Linked DNA regions of Zea mays: region 2 is linked to region 1. A link is a contact called in public Hi-C data. All regions are on one chromosome and are shown on one strand. Each heading gives the region's core, a stretch centred on a gene start, on an enhancer-like site or on the middle of the called end of the contact. The rest is flanking DNA. Distances are from core to core; before and after follow the strand shown. Region 1 holds the start of LOC103653436 (RNA-binding protein 25). Region 2 holds the start of LOC100282903 (dnaJ domain containing protein).

What was found. Hi-C and Micro-C count contacts between places; a contact is called where the count stands out from the background.
Region 2: a contact with region 1 is called in a Hi-C map of leaf, with 7 times the contacts expected there. The contact joins the promoter of LOC100282903 here to the promoter of LOC103653436 in region 1. A contact is called at or near these places in 3 of 25 Hi-C or Micro-C datasets (ear, leaf and tassel).

What each region holds. Positions count from the first base shown.
Region 1 is chr4:80,894,351-80,897,644 of Zm-B73-REFERENCE-NAM-5.0, forward strand. It overlaps LOC103653436 (RNA-binding protein 25), which reads right to left and starts at 1,664. Exons shown (of 7, transcript XM_008680338.3): 1 at 1,033-1,664. The coding sequence starts at 1,489.
Region 2 is chr4:81,282,409-81,285,702 of Zm-B73-REFERENCE-NAM-5.0, forward strand. It overlaps LOC100282903 (dnaJ domain containing protein), which reads right to left and starts at 1,512. Exons shown (of 5, transcript NM_001155809.2): 1 at 1,165-1,512; 2 at 961-1,061. The coding sequence starts at 1,241.

The DNA.
Region 1 (3,294 bases), core at 414-2,913:
CAGACAGACAACACCTATGCAACCACATTAGTAAGTATACCAACGAAGTAAAACACATAGAAACCACATAACACATATAAAATCAGAGAGTGTAGTCATGTGTAAACAGAAGATACCGAAAGCCATAAACAAATAAGAGCTGACTGAATAGATTAGCAATATCTTGCCAGTTCAGAATACCAGAGTGAACATCAACAGAAGCAATATTTTGGTCAAACGAAAAGGGACCTAAACAAAACTGGCCTTACCTCTTAACCTCATGGACAGGATAACATACTTGTATTGGTTATTTGAGAAACTTGGTATAGCTCACACCATTGTAATGCACTACTCAGGTAATAAGAGCTCAGGCAAATATGTCACTACTTTACACTTCTTATCAAAAAAATGTATATGAAACCATAACAAAAGGATATGGCCGGCATATGAAATTAAACGGCAGAAAATCATGATACCTTAGCAAGTTTTCGGGACAACCCAGAGCTGAAGCATCTAAGTGCATAATGAAACTGAGCCTAATTAAGCAGTGAGACGAGCTAAAGCATGTAAATCAATTAGACAATGTAAACAAAACCAGTTCAAATTCAAACATTCGGCATACCACACTCAGTGAGGGAGCAAATGATCTACAGCTTCAGTTAGAGCTGCAGAATCAAACATGAGCCGGCACCTCTCGCTGTGGGGAGTAATGGCTGGCACGACCACCGCTGTAGCAGAGAAATATCCGGACATCGTTATCAAGCGAGCGGATCCCAGTTTCTCTAACTCTAAAGCACTAGCACCACACTTCTAAAGTCTAAACGCTAACCAACACCCTCCCCATGTCCACTGCACAATTCCTCTCAATTCTCCCGAACCCCACAAAGAGATCCTCAACATCGCAGCTCATGGCACACCTTGAAGGTTCAGACTTGAGAAATAACACCGGATATAAAATAGTGAGCGAGGCATAGTTTCGTCATCGTTAACGAACTAACTAGTACCAAGTCGCGGTGTCGCAGAGGTTAACGGAGTTGGACATCAGGGACCCACCAGGATGGGGGACCGCAGCGCCCTGCTGCGGCATGTATGCTCCCGGCTGGGGCGGTCCGTACATGACCGGCGGCCGAACGGAGCCCGGAGGCATGACGACGGGGACGCCCGGCGGCTGCATCGGCGGCGGCATCGGGTAGCCCGGGTTCGGCGGCAACGCGCCGTACTGCGGGACCTGGTGCGGCGGCGGTGGCGCAGGAGCACCGAGCGGGCGGAAGGTAGCGGCGAAAGAGACCGGAGCTGGGGGCATCGGTGGCGCAAATGCCGCCGGAGGCGCGGAAGCGGGGGCGGGGGGCAGGTTAGGGTTTGGACTAGGCGCCGCGGGGCCGGGCGTCGCGGGGTTTGGCGGGGTGGAGGTGGCGGCGGGAGGCGGGGTTAGCGTCGCGGCAGGAGTGGCGGCTGGGGGAGTGGCCGGCGGCGGGTCCATGTTGTCGGGCGGAGGCGCGACGGCAGCCATGGTGGTAGGGCGGAGCCGCCAAGGAGACGGTGGTTTGGTTTGGGTTCGAGTTAGAGCACGAGGAGACCGGTTGGGTGATCAAAGATTGGCTGGTGGATCGACTGTTCCGAGCCGGATGGAGAGGCTCTGGATGCGCTGTTGGGCCTTGGCCCCGCTCGTGAATTAGGCTGTCTCCAACAATATCCTGTAAATTATTCTGTCCCCTACATATAGCGTTTTCTTTCGTCCTGTCTCCGCCCAACAACATCCGCTAAAAGGTCCGCTAAAACTTACCGGGTGCTCGCCGTCCGCTAGGGGTGTGTTTGGTTGCGGGACAATCAGGACAGGGACGTTCCTTCACGTCCTCTTTCGTCCCTCTAATTTTGAGAGATAAATAGGGACAACACTGGGATAATCTTGTCCCAACCCTTTACCCTGAACCAAACAACCTTATTTGAGGGATCGTCTCATCCCACCCCGTCCTATTATTGCAACCAAACACACCCTAGATGTAGCGCAGGAGCGGTCGTTCTCTATACGCTGTGTGATTCTTCTTCGGCTTTGTTTAATATTTCTTTGCTGTGGACGATCGGCCCATGTTGCTTCCTCCAGACTTTGATTATCATTTCTTTGGACGACCGTACGCATATCTACACTGTTTGGTAATTTATATCTTTAAAAGTAATTATTTTAAATATTTGAATTAAGGATTTTGGCACACACGAACGTGGCAACGAACAAATATATACATAAATTTCCAATAATTTGTTAATGCTACTATTGAAAGATGAGTAATTTGGCTATAAATTTTTTTGACAAGGTTTTTCTTTCATAAATTAAGGTGTTAAATTTTTTATAATAAAAAGGTGAAAAAAACAAATAAAAACTAAAGAAATGGAGAAAAGAAAGTCTACTGTAGCTTTAGAGGACCAAATTTAGGGAACGTTGTTGGAGATTGAGAAGATATAGAGGACAAAAAATTTTAGAGAGTGCTGTAAAGGACAGAGAATATTCCTTTAGAGGACGAAATTTAGGGGACGTTGCTGGAGACAGTCTTACGGGCACCCTTCATTCATTCATAGTAGTTTACTAGATGATGTCTGTGCGTTGCAACAGGTATATAATATCACAATAAATATGTGTTATATTGTTAGAAGAAAATGTTTTATAATTCATTTATAATCCTAGCCATACATAAATTTTGTGATAGTTAACATATGCGTTGCAACGATATATATAATAGACGACAAAATTTAAACCCAAATCTGATTAAGGAGAGTGCATCAACAGGTCACTATATAATAGAAACACTGGTACATGTAGGAACAAATAAAGAACCGTGTATAAAAGCAATGTTTTTACCGAAGGATAGGGAGCATCATTCATCTCTTTTTGCTACGTGATATGCACCTACATCATGATACATATAATGAGTAGAAAGTAGCTGTGCGTATATAGTTGCATTTAGTAGATATAATTTACCCCCAGACGTAATTCTTCAAAGTTTTTAGTACAATATACGGGAATAGACATACATTTTCATACCGTCACTTGTTCATCAATTTTAATAAGTTCTCATTTATGATTTGGATCTTGAAATGGATTACGGTGTTGTCTGAGGGCAAGATGTCATATGCATTTCGAACGTTATAATTTCCTTTGACCCATCTACAGCTATTTTTGCAGGAAAAAATAAAATAAAACCATGTTAGTAGCAGTGAATCATGTGAAAAAATAAAATAAAATTAACTGATTTGCTGTAGCACAAAGCACCAGTCACATGTAGTTAGAAAAAAATCTTAAACATTCTGGCCACCATGCGGCGA
Region 2 (3,294 bases), core at 262-2,761, 390 kb after region 1:
TCCCTTCTCGCCAAAAGTTTGGCGCACTTTTTGATCACCATGCATGTGGTGTGGCCAGGTCAAGAATCAAACTGGCCCTAAGTCAGTATTAACACGCTTTGGCCCTAGAAACAGTTGCAGACCAAAAGAATGGCAAAGTAGGTTCTGTACCTAGATTTCTGCAGAGCCTCAATAAACAAAGACAGGTCAAACCCCAGCCTCACAATATGAAAAGTAAGTTTCATTATAAAAAAAAAGTGAAAAGTAGGTTCTGTACCTAGATTTCATCTTGCTTCATCTTATCAGGACAATGAGTCCAGAGGGGAACAGTTCTTATCAGCCAGTAACCATATCCTAGATTCACCAAATAAAAAAAGGGGGGGGGGGGGGGGTCGCAAATAGGGCTGGGACACAGGTGACTAATGGTTTCCCAAGGAGGTAACATTTGTGGATATCACAGGCCAAATTGTGTCTCGACATTTCTCTTATCTCACAGAACAACAGAGTTGACCAGAAGAAATGATTTTTGCAGACTATGTGGAGGTTTTTACGGTCAACAAAAAGGTGGCATGATAAATTATTCACATAGATTGCCTTCGGAAAACTACTGAGCATCTTTTAGGCTGAAAGAAGCTTATTTGGTAACAGGAGGTTATACACTTAGGGGGTGTTTGTTTGAGATTATAATCTATCCAGATTATATAATCTAACAACTTTTGAACTAAAAGTTAGTTCAAAAATTGTTGGATTATATAATCTAGGTGGATTATAATCCCAAACAAACACCCCCTTGTACACAAATCAAAACCTTCTCTATCAGTATCTCTCTTTCCTTTAGGATAATGTTCAATTGTTTTTATTTATTCTGAACCAGATAAACTAAAACATACTTGTAATGCTAATGCCTCCCGAGTTTAGCTTCCTAGATAAGCAAGGTAGCAGCTACGACATTAACTGGGTCTACGGTTTCTCCGTCCTTACCGCTGTCGTAGCTGCCGACGCCGACAGAGAGGCTCCCGCAGCACCGGGGCCGTGTAAGGGGCGCGCCTCTTATCCCCGCAAAAGCATCCTCCGCAACAGCTCTGCAAAATTCACCCACGACGCTTGAACTAATCAGCACGTGGAGGCGAAAACTAACAACTGGCTAGCTAACACGTCAATAGGATGGAAATGAGCCGAGCGTACAGATGGAGGGGCCTCGGGGGGCGATGCAGCGAGCGGACGGTGAAGGCTGCCTGGTTGAAGGCGGCGGCGGCTTGCATATCCGCCGCCGCGACTACACGACGTGGCGGGGTAGGAGTGGCGGTGGGGTGGGGAGGAAAGCTGGGTGCGATGGAGGAGGCGGAGGCGGAGGCAGAGGCGGGGCGAGAGCGGCGAGAGGGGACAGGAGAGGCGTGAGACGGAGTAGTTGCCTAGTTGGGGATCGGATAGGATGACGATTGACGGAGAATGGAGAAAGGTGGCCGGCCGGCGGCGGCGTGGTTGGTGGGTCCGTGGGTGCGAGTCGTAATTTTAAGGAACAATTGGATCTATACAATTAAAAGATCCAAACTTTAGATATATACCATGGACCTCATATGTCATTGACTCATGTGGACCCACATGTAAGTGAGATAGTAATGGTATGGATCCAAAGTGGTGATCTTTTAATGGTATGGATCCAAATTTCCCTAATTTTAAATGGACTAAATTGAGGACCGACACATGAGAATGAGCCCTGATCTGGCCCACTAAGGCAGGCCTTAAATAGTCTACAAATTGAATAACTTGAACGTGCGCTAGATATGCATACCGTACCGCCAACTTAAAAACGAAAAGATCTTTCAAGTAGTTTATAATCTATATCTATAATCTATAATCTATAATCTATACTATATTTAAAGCATCAGTTTCAACGGACGTCATGCGTCATTTTTTTACAAATAACCTCTCACATCTATTTCAAATTAATCCGCTGCACGTCTATAGATGCCAAACAACGTCCGATACGGGCTACATGCACACGAGCCCAACTATGACACAGCCACGTCATGTCGGCCTACTAACTGTGTCGGGCCAGCTCGTTAGCCCATCGATCCATTTAATTAAACCAGCGTAACGACGCCCGATACGGGCTAGATGCACGCGGGCCACAACTATGGCACAGGCACGTCATGCCGGCCTGCTAACTGTGTCGGGTCAGCCTGTTAACCCGTCGATCCATTTAATTAAATCAGCGTAAAATGTCAAAAAAACGGTGCAGGAGGTGGGGTTGAACCCATGCCCTGATGGAAGAAGAGCAGGAGACACTGAGTGAAACTGTCTAACCAGTAGAACATCACACTAAGATGTTTTTAATATTGAATATAAATTGTATATAGGTATATACATTTTTTTTGTAAAATAAAAAAATAATCGTGTCGGGCCCGGCCAGCACTACGGGCCGAGACTACAGCCCAAGCACGACACGACGTTCTTGGCTCTTGCAAGCATTAGGTCGTTTATGAGACCACATTGGCGCAATGGACTACATGATGTTTGAGGTTGCTGAATTGGATGAAGCATCAATGATTTGTCACACTAACAACAAAATGAAAGTTTATTTGTTGGTTTTAAACGTTAGTAATTGCTATAAAGTAGCATAATTTATACGGAGCACATCCAGTTTTTATTGATGCCTGACTTTAGCAATCACTCCATATTTTGATCTATCTTTTTTATAAGTTTGACTTTATGGGACTTATTTTAGAAACTTGATCTCACAAACTTTCTCTTATTTGGTCTATGTATGATAGAATTATGTCATTTTATAATCTCTGTTCATTCAGTCAATCGTTGTGAACTCTCTTATAATCGCTCACTTCATTGGCCGTGTTGTACCAAGACATATTTGTATGGAGTAAACAATGACATCACTTAGCCAAATCAAAAAATATATTATACAGAGAGCGGAGACAATCAATAAAAAATCTTGAATTTTTTTTTGATGTATAGTTTACGTGGGTATTGTTGTAAGCCGTCGCAACGCACGGGCAACCGACTAGTATACTTAAAGCACCAGTTTCAACGGTTGTCACGCGTTATCTTTTTACAAATAACTCCTCACAACTATTTTATTTAATTCGCTGCACGCCTATATAGATGGTCAAACGGCGGCCCGGCACAGGCCAGACACCCGCGGGCCACAACTCTGGCCGAGGCACGTCATGTCGGCCTGCTGACTGTACCGGGCCAGCCCATTAGGACGTCGGTCCATTTTATTAAATCAGCATAAAATGTTAAAAAACGGTGCAGAATGTGAGGTTTAAACTCATGCCTTGATGGAAGAAGGGCGAG